2 separate regions of the Pan troglodytes genome follow, and region 1 is linked to region 2. A link is a contact called in public Hi-C data. All regions are on one chromosome and are shown on one strand. Each heading gives the region's core, a stretch centred on a gene start, on an enhancer-like site or on the middle of the called end of the contact. The rest is flanking DNA. Distances are from core to core; before and after follow the strand shown.

Region 1 (3,979 bases), core at 1,270-3,769, 360 kb after region 2:
TTAATGCTTAAATATTCAGCTATTTGAATATTTAATTATTAAATTATTTGATATTCAATTAACCTGGACAAAGAAGCCAATCAATATTAAAAGACTTTCTCCGAACAACAAAATAAAACAAATGTTTTGTTATTTAAGTGAGATTCTGATCAATAGATTTTCTTTTATATTTTATGAATTCTGACATTACAGAGAACTAATTGACAAATGAGAATACAATGCATTACTAATAATTTCAAATACTAGTTACATCTGCTTGGTGTGACTCCAAATATAATTTGAATTTGAATTTTTCTGCTTCGCCTACTGCATCTACAAAAGCATTTACAACATTTTCTACTCTTTTTCTCCGGTTGTTTGCATCTCTGGTTGTGTTGCAAATTTTATCAAACTCTTTGGACATACAAATACAAAAAGAACCAAAAAAGATTAGTCTATTTCACTTCTGCCCTATCACTTCTCTGCCATGAACACTTGAAAGTGTCCTGTTTACTCATTTTATGGAGTTCAGTCATTTATTCACATGGAAGTGCAAATTTAAAAAAAAATAAGTTTTAAAAAGGGTTTTTATTGAAATATTTCATTGTAATCCGTTATGGAGGCAATACTCCTGTCAGCATCAGTGAGAAGCTATTGGTTTTCTGCAAGCGATCAAACAGAACTGAGTGGGCAGCTTTAGAGCACATATATACACTCCCTGGTGGATTTTCAAGCACAAAGTAACTTAATGTCCCACTGATGTTAAGCAGTCAGTTGTCACGAAAAAGCTTAGTGGCCGTTCACAACCAGCTAAAATTATATTTCTAGCAATTGTTTTAGATCTGTATATAGAATAATTGACTTCAAAATGATTAAAGTATTTGTCTTGTTTTACATTCCTTATGATCAATTGACTAACCTGTTACTATGAATTACATAGAATGTCTAAGAGGAAAAAAAATCACCTGTGCACACATGGAGCTCCTATTTCAAGATATCTTTATCTATCTGTCTGCTTTATAGCAACACATTGTATAATAATAGTCATGGATTTAGGGAGCTTATATCCAAAGTGAAGATTTTCATGATATCAAAGATTAGAACCAATTCAAACATAATCCAAATGACTCATTTCACCTATTAATATGACAAATTAACATGTTCTTATAAACCAGAACTACACAGGGTAAAAACAAAAATGTAACACTATGAAGCAAGTTTTGCCAAGTTGCCCATTTGTTCTCCAATGTTTGCATTTTAAAGAGGTATAACTACATTATTGAATTCTTATTTTGCCAAATATTTTAGTTGAATGCCCTCATAAAATCTCCGGTTTTCATAAATTCATGGATATTAGGGCTAAAAGTGTACATTAAAAATGATACATCTTGCTCTGAGACACTATACAGGAAAAAAATAACTTTTCAGAGGTGGATAAAAACTGAAAAAAAAATGCTTTTAAAAATCTTTCAGTTTTTGAACTGGTATGATATTATACCAAAACTGTAAAACCCATTATACGTATAAACATAACTATATCAGTAGCATATGAAGTAAATTATGCACTTCAGTTCGCCAATGTGTAATATCATTTTTGATCATATGTAAATTTGCTATAAGAGGTTTTAAAAGGAATCTTTAAAAATATACCCCAAACGACAACAGATTTGTCATTCATGCACTGCTGAGCATAGAGGCCTAATTTTACCTTTTTGCTATTATTTTAAATTAAGGCACTTATCCGAAAGATCAAAACAGCTTTTACATTGGACACTTTGTGAAGGGAGATAGTGATAATATCTGGAGGAATATGGTAATTAGTCCTGTTGTGGAGGCACAGAGAGACGCCTCATGCATGTATTGGGAATCTGCAAAGACCAAATATAAAAGTATATCTCAAAGTTGGGAGGGTAGATTAGAAGGTGCCTAGTGATCTGGCAGAAACATTAAATAAAGCAAAAAACATTGCATTTATAAAGCAAGAACAAAGACATTTCCTTTTGCTTTGCTGGTAAAGAATATTAAAAGAGGACAACCTCCTTTTTGACAGCAGTTTTAAATCCAGCTTTTCATATTACAGTCCTTAATGAGGGACCCCACAATATCAGATGAAGAAAAACAAAGAGAATTTTTGATGAAAAAAAAAAATTAGGAAAAAGAGAGGGGATGACTGAGAATATGCAAACTTTGTCTGCAGTTGTTTGAGCACAGGCATAATGCTGAAGGGACTTTTTCCCTCTAACTACCTATTAAGGAAGGCTGCATAACAAATAGCAGACTATCCCCTAAAGAGCTGAAAGGTAAAGTTCTCAGGAAGCCCCAGTAAATACTGAAATGATTTTTACTATTCCAAATTTAATTCGACATTTTCTTAGTGTGTGTATGGGGAGGGCGGAATACCCCCTTTGTGTCCTAAAAAGTGTCATGCAACACAGAAAGATCTCTCTGAAAGAAAACGCATCTTACTTGACTAAACACTGAGCTCTCAGCGTGAAGAGAATAAACGCCTCAATGTTACACGCGGCCGTGTGGCAGAGCAGGTCCAATGCAGTGCTCTCACGCCATCTAGCGGCTTTGTGAGAAGTCTCTCTTCTGTGATCTCAGTGAGCCACTCCTGTTTGTATTTAAGTAGTGCCTATAATGCAAATGGAAGTGCAAATAGAAGAGAGAAATTGCCATAATTATTCAGAGAATTTGGACACAAAGTAGTTATTTTGCTTGAAAAATATAATTTTTCAGGATGAAATATTCCAGCAGTTTAAATACCCTGGCTTAAAATTTTTGGTGCCATTTTGGTTTAAGCGGAAGTGGTTTCAGAACTAGGGCCCTTCCTTTCACTTTTGTCTAATTATCTGCTACATCTCTTTCCTTTCTTCTTCTCTACTTTCCTTTATTTTCACATCATACTTTTCTTTAAAATTTCTGTTTTGATTTCAAATTTCTCAACGGCTTGAAGCTTTCTTTCTTTTTTTTTTTTTTTTTTTTGCTTGTATTCATCAGGCTTTTATTTTAATAAGATGCCCCCTTTGGCATTCTAATTTGAGACAATAATAGGTAATAAAATCAAAGAACCAACTTTCTGCTTCTTGGAAACACCCAAAATAGTGCTATCCTCAGATACTCTTCCCCTACCAACCCTCAGATGTGCTGCCCTGCAAGCAGCACTTGGAATGTCAAATTGCAAAGATACTGTTTACAAGCTATTTTAGCCACTCTCAGAAATACAAGTTTCCACTGTCATCTTTGCAAAATGGCATTATACACACTATTTATATGAATAGAAAGTGTGCTCGAACTTTGCTTAATGAATCAATCTTCAACTAGTGTAAAGTCTACTTAACCAAAATGACGTTTCATTCTTTTCCTATTTGAGAGTTATTTCATAGGCCTAGGCATTCTCCCTTTTGATACCATTGAGTCACACATTTTAATATTACATTTATTATATCTACAGATGGAAACTCTTATACTCTGAAAATATAGTTTCCTTTTTGGATAATGTGAAAAATTAAATTTACAGTGTTTTCATTGAGATACCTTTTAATGATACAAAGAAGCTAATTGCTATATTTGTATAACAAACATCTGCATAGTATTAGTCATGAACCAGGATTAAAGTTTCTAAATCACCAATAAAAGGGGCTGTTGGTGGGAAACTAAATAGGAATTTTGAAGACCCCATGTATTTTATTGCGTTTGGGAATCAATAAGAAATACAAGTTGCGACTTTCTCTACACATGTGGTGTTCAAAGACCGATAAATATTTTAAATCAAACATCCTTACTTGAAGGGATTTAGTAAATTAATTTAGTACTTGTTGAAGAGGTGTGCACATTTAACCTTTCAAACATTATAAGTAATATACAAGTGGAAAATAATTTTGTTTTTTTGTTTATATTAAAAATTCACTTTCAAGGATTCAATTATGAACAAACAAAAATTCATAAAATCTGAATTTAACATTTCTCTGATAAGTATGATGTTATTTGCCTTTGCTGT
Region 2 (3,957 bases), core at 215-2,714:
GTAAGCTCATGGACTCGAAAAACAAAAACAGGGCTACCCTCCTTTGGAGGAAAGGGAATTCTCCCTCTATTCGGTCATTGAAAAATAAAAAGAAAAGAAGAAAAAAGAAAGTAAAAGGAAAGCAGGATCAATGAGAAGATTTTATTTTTCTTAGGTATGATTTTTCAGGGAGCAACCCAGAAAGCTGTCTTCAGGCTGAAACAATTTCAAAGTATTGTTTAAGCGGATGACATTCTCCAGCACTCAGTTATCCATTGTGCATCTATTATATCTTTGAACTCAACTCTCTTGTTTAACAAGGGTGTGTGTGTGTGCCTGTTGTGTATGCGTGTGTGTTTAGAAAACCTAGGTTCCCCAGTGGTGCTTCCTTGGCTGAATAGGGTGGGTTTCTTTCGTTTTTCTCGCATTGGTGTTTTCTGGACAACTGTACTGAGCGCTATTGATGCATCGGTGCTCTGCCCGTGCCCGTGGGCGGAGGACATAGGCTGTGGGTGTGTCCCGCCCGCAGGCGCGCGTGCGTGTGTGTGCGTGTTTGTGTGTGTGTGTGTATACACCCATTCTCTGGTGTGCATCAAATGGAGCCTTTTTTTTTCTTGCCCGTGTCTGCGTCCTGCGTATATTAGTATTATGCAAATAGAGTCATTTCGCTTGAGTATTTTTTTTTTGGAGGGGGAGGGGATGAACCATTTTAATTCTTCTCTAGTATTTTCTCGGCAGTCTTTCCACTGAGTGTGAATTCATTTGGATGCCTTTTCTGAGGTCCGTCTCTCTCTCTCTCTCTCTCTCTGTGTGTGTGTGTGTGTGTGTGTGTGGAGGGGGAGACTGCGTGCCGGTCAGTGGGTGTGTGCCTCGGTGTGTGGAAGAGCGTGCACAGCCTGTGAGAACCTTGTGAGCGATATGTGTTCTCTCCAGGTGTTCTGTTTGTCTCTACCTCCCGTGCTTTGCGTTCTCGGAGGTGATTATGTGCATATTTACATATATGTGCCTATTCTCCTGCCTTCATGTATTGTCTTTCTCCACAATCCAGATATTTCTTATATATTCTCTTATCTTTTGGCAAAGTGCCTTTTTTATTCCTCGAAGAATATTTATTGATGTGATAATCTGAAATGAAAAGTGGTCTCCCATGAAGGAGATGGAAGAGAAAGGAGTGTTCATCTTTCTTAATAGACGGGGCAGAGCCAGTTGACTGGATCACAGGGTTTCTCTGCACTTTCTGCGTGTGTGTCTGTGTGTGGGGGGTGGGGGCGGGGGCGGGGGCGGGGGAGGAGGGAAAAGGAGCCTTTAACCAGAACAAAGATAGGCCATCGCGCCCCCTTGCGGACAGGCTGCATATTGCGCCGACCAGGCCCGCCCCGGCTTTCTTTAGCCGAATGAATCTTGTAATTTCCTCCGTTAAACCATTCAGGGGCCGCCTCTCAGACCCAGCCCCCGGCCATCAGCCAATCACCAGGCGCCATGCAAATCATCTCTTCCGTTCTCCAAACCCGCGTCAGCCTCTGCGGCTGCTCTGGCCACCCCGCCCCAGCCTCATTTCCTTCCCTCCCCTCCCCTTCCCTCCTTCGCCCCCGCCCGAGCAGCTGCCGGGGAAGAGGGCAGTGCTGGGTGCCTCATGCATATTCAGACCGATCCTCCTCCTCCCTCCACCTCCTGCCCCCTCCTGCCGCCTCCTCCCTTTTCCCCGGCCGCGCCCGCGCTCCTGGAAGTGCAGTTCTCCGAGCTCTGGTCCTGAGCAGCTGTTTCCCAGAAGAAGGCCTACGTGCGCTCTTGGAGCAGACGAGGGAAAGGGAGGAAGGCTCTACCCTTAAAATCCTCTCGAAGGTCAAGTTTGAGACTTGCCGAAAGGAGGAGAAAAGTGTCGAAAAATGCCGCTACAGGGTTTGCGGGAAGGTTCTGCACGGAGACTGGTTGGAAATGCCTTTCTCCCCCTAAATACCAGATTAATTTCTCTGAAACACACAATGTATTTGTCATGCCCAAAGGATGATGATAGATGGTTTTTTAAGCCCAGAGTAAAGTGTGCATTTGTCTTGTATATCAAGGCTACAATGAAACCACGAAGAACTGGAGAGGAGATCACCCAGCGTTAGCTGCTTAATAGGAGCGGGGAGAGCGAGTGAGGACTGGAGACGGGGGGCGGGGCGAGTGGTGGCCCAAGACCTGCTCCAGGTGGGCTGTTCCCTGTCGGCTCCTGGAACAGGACGGGTAAGCCGACTAAGAGCGCAAATGGGGACCCATGAAAAGAAAAAAAAAACAAGATCCGGGAATAGTTTGTTACTGTTATTTACATCCAGACTCTGGTTTTCCGGCCCTTTACAGCTGCTGGTGAAGAGTATTCAAGCTTTGAATACTGCTCTGAACTGACCTTGAGGCACATTGAGAGGAAAAATCACTGGAGAAAATCGCGGTTTGTGTAGTGCTTTGAGATCCTCTAACGCGAAAGCAAGAGAATTGTGAAGTGACCTTGTTTCATAGATCTCTCTACGTCCACACTGGAATACTAAGGGACTTTTTAGTGAGAATTGAGTCAGTTCCCCCTTAAATCTTACACCGCAGAGAAGTGAGTAGAGACCGCAAGATTTAAAATAACATTTTGTCAGCTTTTATTCTTTCAACACATTTTTATGGAGTGGTGCTTATTGTGTGCCAGGTACACAGCATCTTTTTCCATGCGAAACACATTACGCAGGCAGTGATTTGCAGGTGTACCGGAAATTAGGGAAAGGGATAGGAATTCTGGATGCTTTCTGTTCTGGAATTGCTCATTGTCTTGCAAGAAGAAGAGATATAATAACAGATAAATATGGCACAGTGTAACATGGAGCATGGAAACAGCTTAAATATCTGTCAAAAGTGCAGTGAATTAATGTATTGGCATATCCCTACAGTGAAATACTCTTTATGAATTGACTATCTTAAAAGCAATGTTGGATGAAAAAAAGCAAATTGCAAAAGAATACATGTGATATTGGCCGGGCGCGGTGACTCACGCCTGTAATCCCAGCACTTTGGGAGGCCGAGGAGGGTGGATTATGAGGTCAGGAATTCGAGACCAGCCTGGCCAAGATGGTGAAACCCGTCTCTACTAAAAGTACAAAAGTTAGCCAGGGGCGGTGGCAGGCGCCTATAATCCCAGTTACTCGGGAGGCTGAGGCAGGAGAATTGCTTGAACCCTGGAGGCGGAGGTTGCAGTTAGCCGAGATCGCTGCATTCTAGCCGGGGCAACAGAGCAAGACTCCGTCTCAAAAAAAATGTGATATTGATGCAATATTAATATCTATTAACGTAAAATTATCCTTCCCATAACAATTTGTTGGTACGTAACTATGTAATAAAAGTATAAAAGCATGTTGGGGAAGAATGCGCGCGAACTCCAGCATGGGGGAGACCTCTGGAAGAGAAGGAGCCTTTATCCACATGGATATTGGCTATATGAGTAATGTTTATTTCCTTAAAAAAATCTTAGAAAGAAGCCAGAACATAGAGAGGTATGGGAAGGCTTTACAGAAGAGCTAACTTTGAAGCTAAGTTCTTGAAAGCGATAAGCAGGAGTTTAGTAGGAATATTTGAAAGACAATTCTTCTTCTTGAATACATGAGAATGAGAAATATAAACTATGTGAAGCTTTTGAACTTTTGATATTTAGTTTAAATACAGTACAATTCACTTTTTCAGGGATATAAATTATTTGAGTTTTACCAATGTGTAATGTAATCACGACCACAAGCAAGAAACAGAATTTCATCATCCCCCAAAACTTCTTTGTGCTGCCCTTTGCAGTCAATCCCTTCCAATATCCTGTAACCCTGGAAACCACTGATCTGTTTTCCATTCCTGTAGTTTTGCCTTTTACAGAATGTCATATAAATAGAATCATACAGTATGTAGCTTTCTTCTGTGTGGCTTCTTTTTACTAGCATAATGGATTTGATCTTCATCTGTGTTGTTGGGTGTATC

What was found. Hi-C and Micro-C count contacts between places; a contact is called where the count stands out from the background.
Region 1: a Hi-C map of stem cell-derived neural progenitor cells shows a contact between it and region 2, with 11 times the contacts expected there. The contact joins two enhancer-like sites. A contact is called at or near these places in 3 of 7 Hi-C or Micro-C datasets (induced pluripotent stem cells and stem cell-derived neural progenitor cells), 1 of 1 datasets of contacts at active chromatin or transcription factors (stem cell-derived excitatory neurons) and 1 of 1 other capture datasets (stem cell-derived neural stem cells).

Annotation. Positions count from the first base shown.
Region 1 is chr4:28,368,567-28,372,545 of NHGRI_mPanTro3-v2.0_pri, forward strand. No RefSeq gene overlaps it. Among named protein-coding and RNA genes, the nearest start is that of CCNH, 370 kb to the right of the region's middle. Within about 2 kb of position 2,520, at least 6 of the 24 cell types and tissues checked have an H3K27ac peak or open chromatin away from gene starts, as enhancers often do. A contact at or near this core is called in stem cell-derived neural progenitor cells, where this site is marked.
Region 2 is chr4:28,008,352-28,012,308 of NHGRI_mPanTro3-v2.0_pri, forward strand. No RefSeq gene overlaps it. Among named protein-coding and RNA genes, the nearest start is that of TMEM161B, 130 kb to the left of the region's middle. Within about 2 kb of position 1,465, at least 16 of the 24 cell types and tissues checked have an H3K27ac peak or open chromatin away from gene starts, as enhancers often do. A contact at or near this core is called in stem cell-derived neural progenitor cells, where this site is marked.